Regions from separate parts of the Mus musculus genome. Here region 2 is linked to region 1. A link is a contact called in public promoter capture Hi-C data. All regions are on one chromosome and are shown on one strand. Each heading gives the region's core, a stretch centred on a gene start, on an enhancer-like site or on the middle of the called end of the contact. The rest is flanking DNA. Distances are from core to core; before and after follow the strand shown.

Region 1 (3,433 bases), core at 549-3,048:
AGTTCAGTTGGTAGCAAGCTTTCTTAGCATCCAATAAACCCTGGGTTCAATCCCAGCACCACACAAAATTGCACATGGTGGGGCTGGTGAGATGGCTCAGTGGTTAAGAGCGCCGACGGCTCTTCTGAAGGTCCCGAGTTCAAATCCCAGCAACCACATGGTGGCTCACAACCATCCGTAACGAAATCTGATGCCCTCTTCTGGAGTATCTGAGGACAGCTACAGTGTACTCACACATAATAAATAAATAAATAAATAAATAAATAAATAAATAAATAAATAAATTGCACACGGTGACACATGTCTGTAATCCCAGGACTTTGGAGGCTGAGACAGGAGAATCATCTTGATACACAGTGATCTGGAGGCTAACAAATCTGAAATTTGGGCTTGGAGGTAGAACTCAGATCTTCTGAACAAATGAACCCACAGTCTGTGTGACTCTGTAGCCCAAGCTGGTCCTGAACTTATAGTTCTCCCACTTCTGCTTCTCGAGGAGCTGGGATTCTAGGCTTGCGCTCTCTGTGTGAGCGTGTTCATGTGGACCGACATATATGCACAAGTATGTAGAGGCCAGAAGACAACACTGTGGTCATTCTTCAGGGAGCATTTGTTTCCATGTGTGTATGCATGCCTGTATGTGTACATGTGTGTTCACATATGAGCAAGTGCTATGTGAGCCGGAGATGGACATCATACATCCTCCATGGTCTCTCTCCACTTTATAATCTGAGACACAGTCTTCGTCTGAACCCGGAGCTCGCCATTCCTCTAGACTGGCTGGTCAGCAGGCATCAGGGATCTGCCTGTCTCCAGCTCCCAGTGCTGAGATCACAGACACAGGCCACCGACACTGGTTTTTACACAGGTAACAGAACATCTTCCCGATCCCTACCTTGTTATTTGAGATAAGGTCTCTCTCGGGCCTGGAGCTCAAGGGTTAGGATAGGCTGGAGCCCCAGGATTCACCTGTCTCCACCTCCTCAGAACTAGGGTTACATAGGTTACTATGTTCTGCTTTTAGACAGGGTCTCACTGTGTGGCCACGGGTAACCCCAGATTCACAGAGATCCACCTGCTTCTGTGTCCCACATATTTAAAAGCTTGTACCACCACCATGCCTGGCTTTACAATCTGCTTTTTGTTTGATTGTTTTGTTTATTTGAGACAGGGTTTCTCTGTGTAGCCCTGGCTGTCCTGGAACTCTCTCTATAGACCAGGCTGGCCTCGAACTCACAGAGATCCACCTGCCTCTGCCTCTGGAGCGCTGGGATTAAAGGCATGTGCCAACAGTGCCAGGTGATCCTCTGCTTTTCATGTGGATGCTGAAACAACTCATATTGTTATGCTTGTATGCTATGCTCTGTACCTTCTGCTACATGTCCCCAGCCCCGCCCCCCTGCTCCCTGGCTCCATTTTCAGGCAGTATGTTTTGTTGCCATGAGTTTCCCAATGGTGTATGGCAAGCTTCTTTCTTATCGTCCTTGGCTCTCTTTGTTACATTTCCTACCGTGGTTCTCCTGAAGCACGGCCTACAGTGTTTCTGTTGTTACTCCAGTGACATTCCGAGGGACTTCTGGGGGCCTTCATAAATTAAAAGGAACAACAATGACAAAGTCCTGGAAGGCGACTCTGCTTTGGACTGGACTCTACATTTGGTTTGGACGCTAGCTGAGAATTTTCAGGACCAGAGACAGCGCTCCGTGGTCCTCACCTGTTTGCCAGGAGAGCAGGGGACGTGAGGATGCTGAGAAGACCCACGCACTTCTACCAAACGAACACTAGAGGGCAGCGAGCTGCAGGTCTGCAGCCTCACAGATGGCTCTCAATTCCCGTTCGCTCTTGTTTGAACACTGGGGATGGACTGGGTGTAGGGGTGTGGCAGAAGCCCTGCTATAACTTCTAGGAAGGACGCATGAGTGTTTTACAAAAGCTCTTTATGGCAAGGCCCTTGGAGATCCCTGTCTACTGGGCAAGGCGCTGTGGAAACAAACGATACTGCGGACGCGTGCTCAGGCCCTCCTGGTTTTTACCACTTTTAGTTTCGTTTTGTTCAGTCATGATTATGGCTGAGTTTATGAGGAATCTAGAGTGTTTTTTTCTTTTCTTTCTCTCTTCTTCTTCTTCTTCTTCTTCTTCTTCTTCTTCGTCTTGTTTTTTGTTTGTTTGTTTTTTTCGAGACAGGGTTTCTCTGTATAGCCCTGGCTGTCCTGGAACTTACTCTGTAGACCAGGCTGGCCTCGAACTCAGAAATCCGCCTCCCTCTGCCTCCCAAGTGCTGGGATTAAAGGCATGCCCCACCACGCCCGGCCCAAGTGTTTCTTTCTTGGAACACAGAAACCGGTTCTCCTGGCTCCCCCTGGCTGCCTCTGCAGTCACCTGGAAAAAGCAGAAGGAAGTATTAAGGTTAATGGCCCTTACTTGACTGTTTTCTTTTATAAAAGAGATAACTACATTCCAAGAACTTAGGAGATGGCTTTGAGAACGTATGAAACATATAAGGAAGAAATAAAGGGCATAGAAGGTCAGACATCCCTCCAGTGCCAAAAAATTGACAAAGGAATCTAAATCTCGCAGTCCCTTTGGAGGTAAGAGTAGAAACTGCCAGGAGGAACAGAAACTTGGTCCCAGCAGTTAAGAGCCTGGTATCAATCTTACCATTCTGGGAAATGTATTTAAAAAAAGAACAGGACCATATTGTAAAACTACTGCTTACATAAAAGTAATACACAGACTATTTAGCAATTATTAGACTTATACCTGGAAAATATTATTTTAGGTGTGGTATCATCTCCTCTGCTGACTTCAAAAATGTAAAAGTGCCATGCTGTCAAAGACTATGGGGCTTGAATGTCTCTTATTTTGTAACCACGTGTCTCCTGACAGTCTAGAAACAGTTCAAATAGGGTGTGTGCCTAGTTAGATAAGTTCATTTGGCTTAGATACGAGCTAAAGGCTAATTAATAAATGCTTAGATATAGGGTAAAGGTCAATTAATGACTACAAGGGAGAGGGGAAGAGGAAAAGAAACTAAAATGGGGGCTGGAGAGACTGCTCAGCGGTTAAGAGCACCGACTACTCTTCCGAAGGTCCTGAGTTCAAATCCCAGCAACCACATAGTGGCTCACAACCATCTGTAACAAGATCTGACTCCCTCTTCTGGAGTGTCTGAAGACAGCTACAGTGTACTTAGATATAATAAATAAGTAAATTTTTTAAAAAGAAACTAAAATGGGTACATGTTTATTGATATAATGTTATGGGCAGCAGGGGGGGGGGGGCGAACGTGTTCTACCCCACTCTATTCCATTTAGCTCCTAAATAAAAGACATAGAAATCTGGTATTTTATTACAAACTGCTTGCACTGGGCTGGGCTGGTTCTGAGCTAGTCTAACCTACATCTCAGTCATAGGCCCCTTGTTACTTGCAGTT
Region 2 (3,433 bases), core at 515-3,014, 230 kb before region 1:
ATCCTAGCAGAACCAACAGGAAAGCCTCTTGTGTAAACAATGTGAATGGCAGAGATGCCACTCGGAACAACTTTCCGAGACATTTTAACAAGAATCTAACTGATGCGATTCACTTGGAGAAAAGCTCAGGATAGCCACATTTTCTGTGTGGCACGGGGATGACACCACACATTCAGCTTGTGCATGGTAAACTGACTCATCTGTCACTATTGTTTTTCTTAGTGCTGACCCCCTCCCCCCAGCAGTGTATTATGATTACTATGCAGAAAAATAACATGATTATATTTTAATTTAAAAGGCTTAGTAGTAGATGGCTGGGGAAGGATAAGAAGTTCAAGGTCATCATCAGCTACCTAGAGAACTCAAGGCTGGCTATGAGTTCAATTCCCAGCAACCACCTGGTGGCTCACAACCTTCTATAATGAGATCTGGCGCCCTCTTCTGGCACCAAATAGCTTTTTCATGGAACAGTGGGCACCTGCCTTGCTGTCCTGAGGACAGCTTCCTGGGGAAGGCAATTCAACCCTACTGCATGAAGAGGGTACTTGATGAACACAAGGGGTTTGGACAAGCAGAGCCAGAGTAGGCACAGAACAGCACTCTACACTCTAGTTCTTTCCTCTGACTCTTAATCTGCATCAGCTTTCAACAAATCAAGGGAAAAGTAAACAACGACGGAAGTGGTGAATGACCTCGAAAGAACGTGCAGGGGTCACCAATGGGACCGGGAGTTACTACAGCACAAGGATGTCGGGAGAGAGCTGCAGCCTCAGAGCAGCAGTCTGAGAACAGCAGTAAATGTCACACAAACCCCTCTCCCTAAAACATTGGAAAAGGAAAACCAAAATCCAACATGGTTTCTTCTGACTTTCATTTTAGCATTTCCCCCCAAACTTGGTCTCTCTTTGCTGCACAGGCCTCACCTTAACTGGGCACAGACTTTCTTCCTGCTTCAGCCTCCCAAGTTCTAGGACTGCAGACATGCTCAGTGTCCAGCATAAGCTGTTATGTTTCGCCTGCATTCTGACCTGATGTGCAGTGTCAATATTCTCAAAGGCAATTGTATCCTTGAGTCAGAGATCCCAGCTCTACTAACCATCTTAAAGACAATAGAACACATACCACAATTTTCCTTTTAAAAAAGACTCATCTTAGGGTTGAAGAGATGACTCAGTAGTTAAGAGTACTGGCTACTCTTCCAGAGGTCCTAAGTTCAATTCCCAGCAACCACATGGTGGCTCACAGCCACCTCTAATGAGATCTGGTGCCCTCTTCTGGTACACAGGCAGAACACATAATAAATAAACCTTTTTTTAAAAGACTCATCTTTATTTGCGTGTGTGTGTGTGTGTGTGTGTGTGTGTGTGTGTGTGTGTGTGTGCGTGCGCGCGCCTTGTGTATGGGTGCCTGTGGAGGCCAGAAGGGCTTTGGATCCCTTGGAACTGGGTTTTCAGGTTTCATGAAGCACCTGATGTGGATGTTGGGAGGTAAACTAGAGTCCTCTGCAAGGCAAGCAAGTTTTCTTAACTGCTGAGCCATCTCTCCAGTCTCTACAGTAAGTCCAATGCCACAGTACCTGGATAACAATGCCTGGAGATGATGATGTGTCACTTCAGGGAAAGGCTGAGGCTGAGCCTGTGTGAGAGTCACTTACTAGGACGGTAGCATGGAATCAAAGTAAAGCAACGGGCATGCACAGGCTGACGTGGGACAGAGCTCTGAGGCAGCATGTTCTATGCTGAGGAAATGAGCCAACCAGGAACAGTTACCAAAGTGCTGAGCCAGCATGAGGAGAGGCCTCTTTCCTCTCCCTTCTACTTGCTTCCTGTGTGGGCCCCAGCACAATGCTCAGACAATACAGACCAGGCTGCAGTTCTTGAAAACAAAATCTCTACAAAGCAAGCTTACCGAGGGTTCTCCGAGCCTCACTGTCTTTGGGGTTGGAGCTGACAGCAGGCTCCTGGCTCTGACTCAGGATTTTCTCATCCTTGCTGAAGACAATCTCTGGTAACTGCTTACCAGCTTCTGGTGGGGATCTGACCTTGACTCTACATCCATGGAAAACAGAAAGAAGCGTTCAGAGCAGCACTCCAGACTTTGCTTTAACACTGCTGTAGGCCCAGTTCAAGCCGTCTTTTTGTTTGTTTGTTTGTTTTGAAGACAAGGTTTCTGGCTGTTCTGGAACTAGCTCAGCAGACCACACTAGGCTCAAGCTCAAGAGAGCCACCTACTTTTACCTCCCAGCTGCTAGGATTAAAAGCATATGCCACCATGCCCAGCTCCAGCTCTGAGTCTGGCACCTTGTGCCACCCCTGCCACATCAGAGATGTAGATTCTGCCATCTACATTCTATGTTGCAACTGAAGTGCAGAAAAGGTAAACACTGGCCAAGGACCAGAGAGACCATGCAGGGACAAAGTGCTTGCCTAGTCTGTACATGGCCCAGACCCTGGCCCCAGCCCTGCCACCCCAAGCTAGGAAGCAGCTGAGTGAGGAGCCTGAGTCTCTCTCTAAGCCAGGGTAGTAGCAAATACATAATTATGCTGTTCACACATCCCTTAAGGATTCTTAGTGTGCTCAGAACATTGGTAAAGAGAAACAGAAGACACAGCTTCTATAATACAGTCAGGACAAGTCCAGGGACTGTGTGAGGAATTAGGGACACTACTAATTACTGGCCTAAAAGCCATTTCCTTCTTCTCCCTGTTTCAACAATTAATTATATGTTTGTGTGTGCATATGCAAGCGTATGTGTACTATATGCATGCAAGGTCCTGGGAAGGTTTCCAATCCCCCAGAGCTGAAGTAGCTCTAGGTGGTTGTGAGCCCCCCTGTGAATGCTGAGAGCCACACTTGGGTCCTCTGTAAGACTAATGAGTGCTCTTAATCACCAAGCCATCTATCTAGCACCCCACTCTTTTTTTCTTTTATAAGACAGAGTATTACTATGTAACCCTGGCCTGGAACTTACTGTGTAGACAAAGCTAGCCTCAAACTCAAAGAGATCTGTTGGCTTCTGTTTCCTGAGTGCTGCAATTAAAGATATGTGTCACCAGGAGCTGGAGAGATGGCTCAGTGGTTAAGAGCACTGACTGTTCTTCCAGAAGTCTTAGTTCAATTCCCAACAACCACATGGTGGCTCACAACCATCTGTAATGGGATCTGATGCCTTCTTCTGGTGTGTCTGAAGACAGTGTGTGTGTGTGTGTGTGTGTGTGTGTGTGTGTGTGTGTGTGTGTGTTCCTGAGAAGTGGACACTAAGAGTAGGAGAGCGGAGGTAAAAGGCATAAGGGTCCCTAATCAGTCTCTGCCACTGAGCTGCCCTTTCCTGAGCCTGCTGCCACCGAGGGCCTCCAGGTGAGGAGTCAATCCCCAGTTCATTCATTTTGCCACGCTCAGTCAGGCCCTTCTCTACCCAGTGCCAAACACCCTA

Evidence for each region. Capture Hi-C pulls out chosen DNA fragments and counts their contacts.
Region 2: a contact with region 1 is called in a promoter capture Hi-C map of adipose tissue. The contact joins two enhancer-like sites. A contact is called at or near these places in 2 of 39 promoter capture datasets (embryonic stem cells and liver), 1 of 484 Hi-C or Micro-C datasets (B cells), 10 of 115 datasets of contacts at active chromatin or transcription factors (bone marrow-derived macrophages, craniofacial prominence, embryonic stem cells and 2 more) and 4 of 9 other capture datasets (adipose tissue, liver, macrophages and 1 more).

What each region holds. Positions count from the first base shown.
Region 1 is chr2:30,941,241-30,944,673 of GRCm38.p6, reverse strand. No RefSeq gene overlaps it. Among named protein-coding and RNA genes, the nearest start is that of Tor1b, 10 kb to the left of the region's middle. Within about 2 kb of position 1,798, at least 113 of the 459 cell types and tissues checked have an H3K27ac peak or open chromatin away from gene starts, as enhancers often do. A contact at or near this core is called in adipose tissue and bone marrow-derived macrophages, where this site is marked.
Region 2 is chr2:31,170,557-31,173,989 of GRCm38.p6, reverse strand. Gpr107 (G protein-coupled receptor 107) reads right to left here. Exons shown (of 18, transcript NM_178760.4): 5 at 1,909-2,048. Among named protein-coding and RNA genes, the nearest start is that of Gm22516, 17 kb to the left of the region's middle. Within about 2 kb of position 1,764, at least 63 of the 459 cell types and tissues checked have an H3K27ac peak or open chromatin away from gene starts, as enhancers often do. A contact at or near this core is called in adipose tissue and bone marrow-derived macrophages, where this site is marked.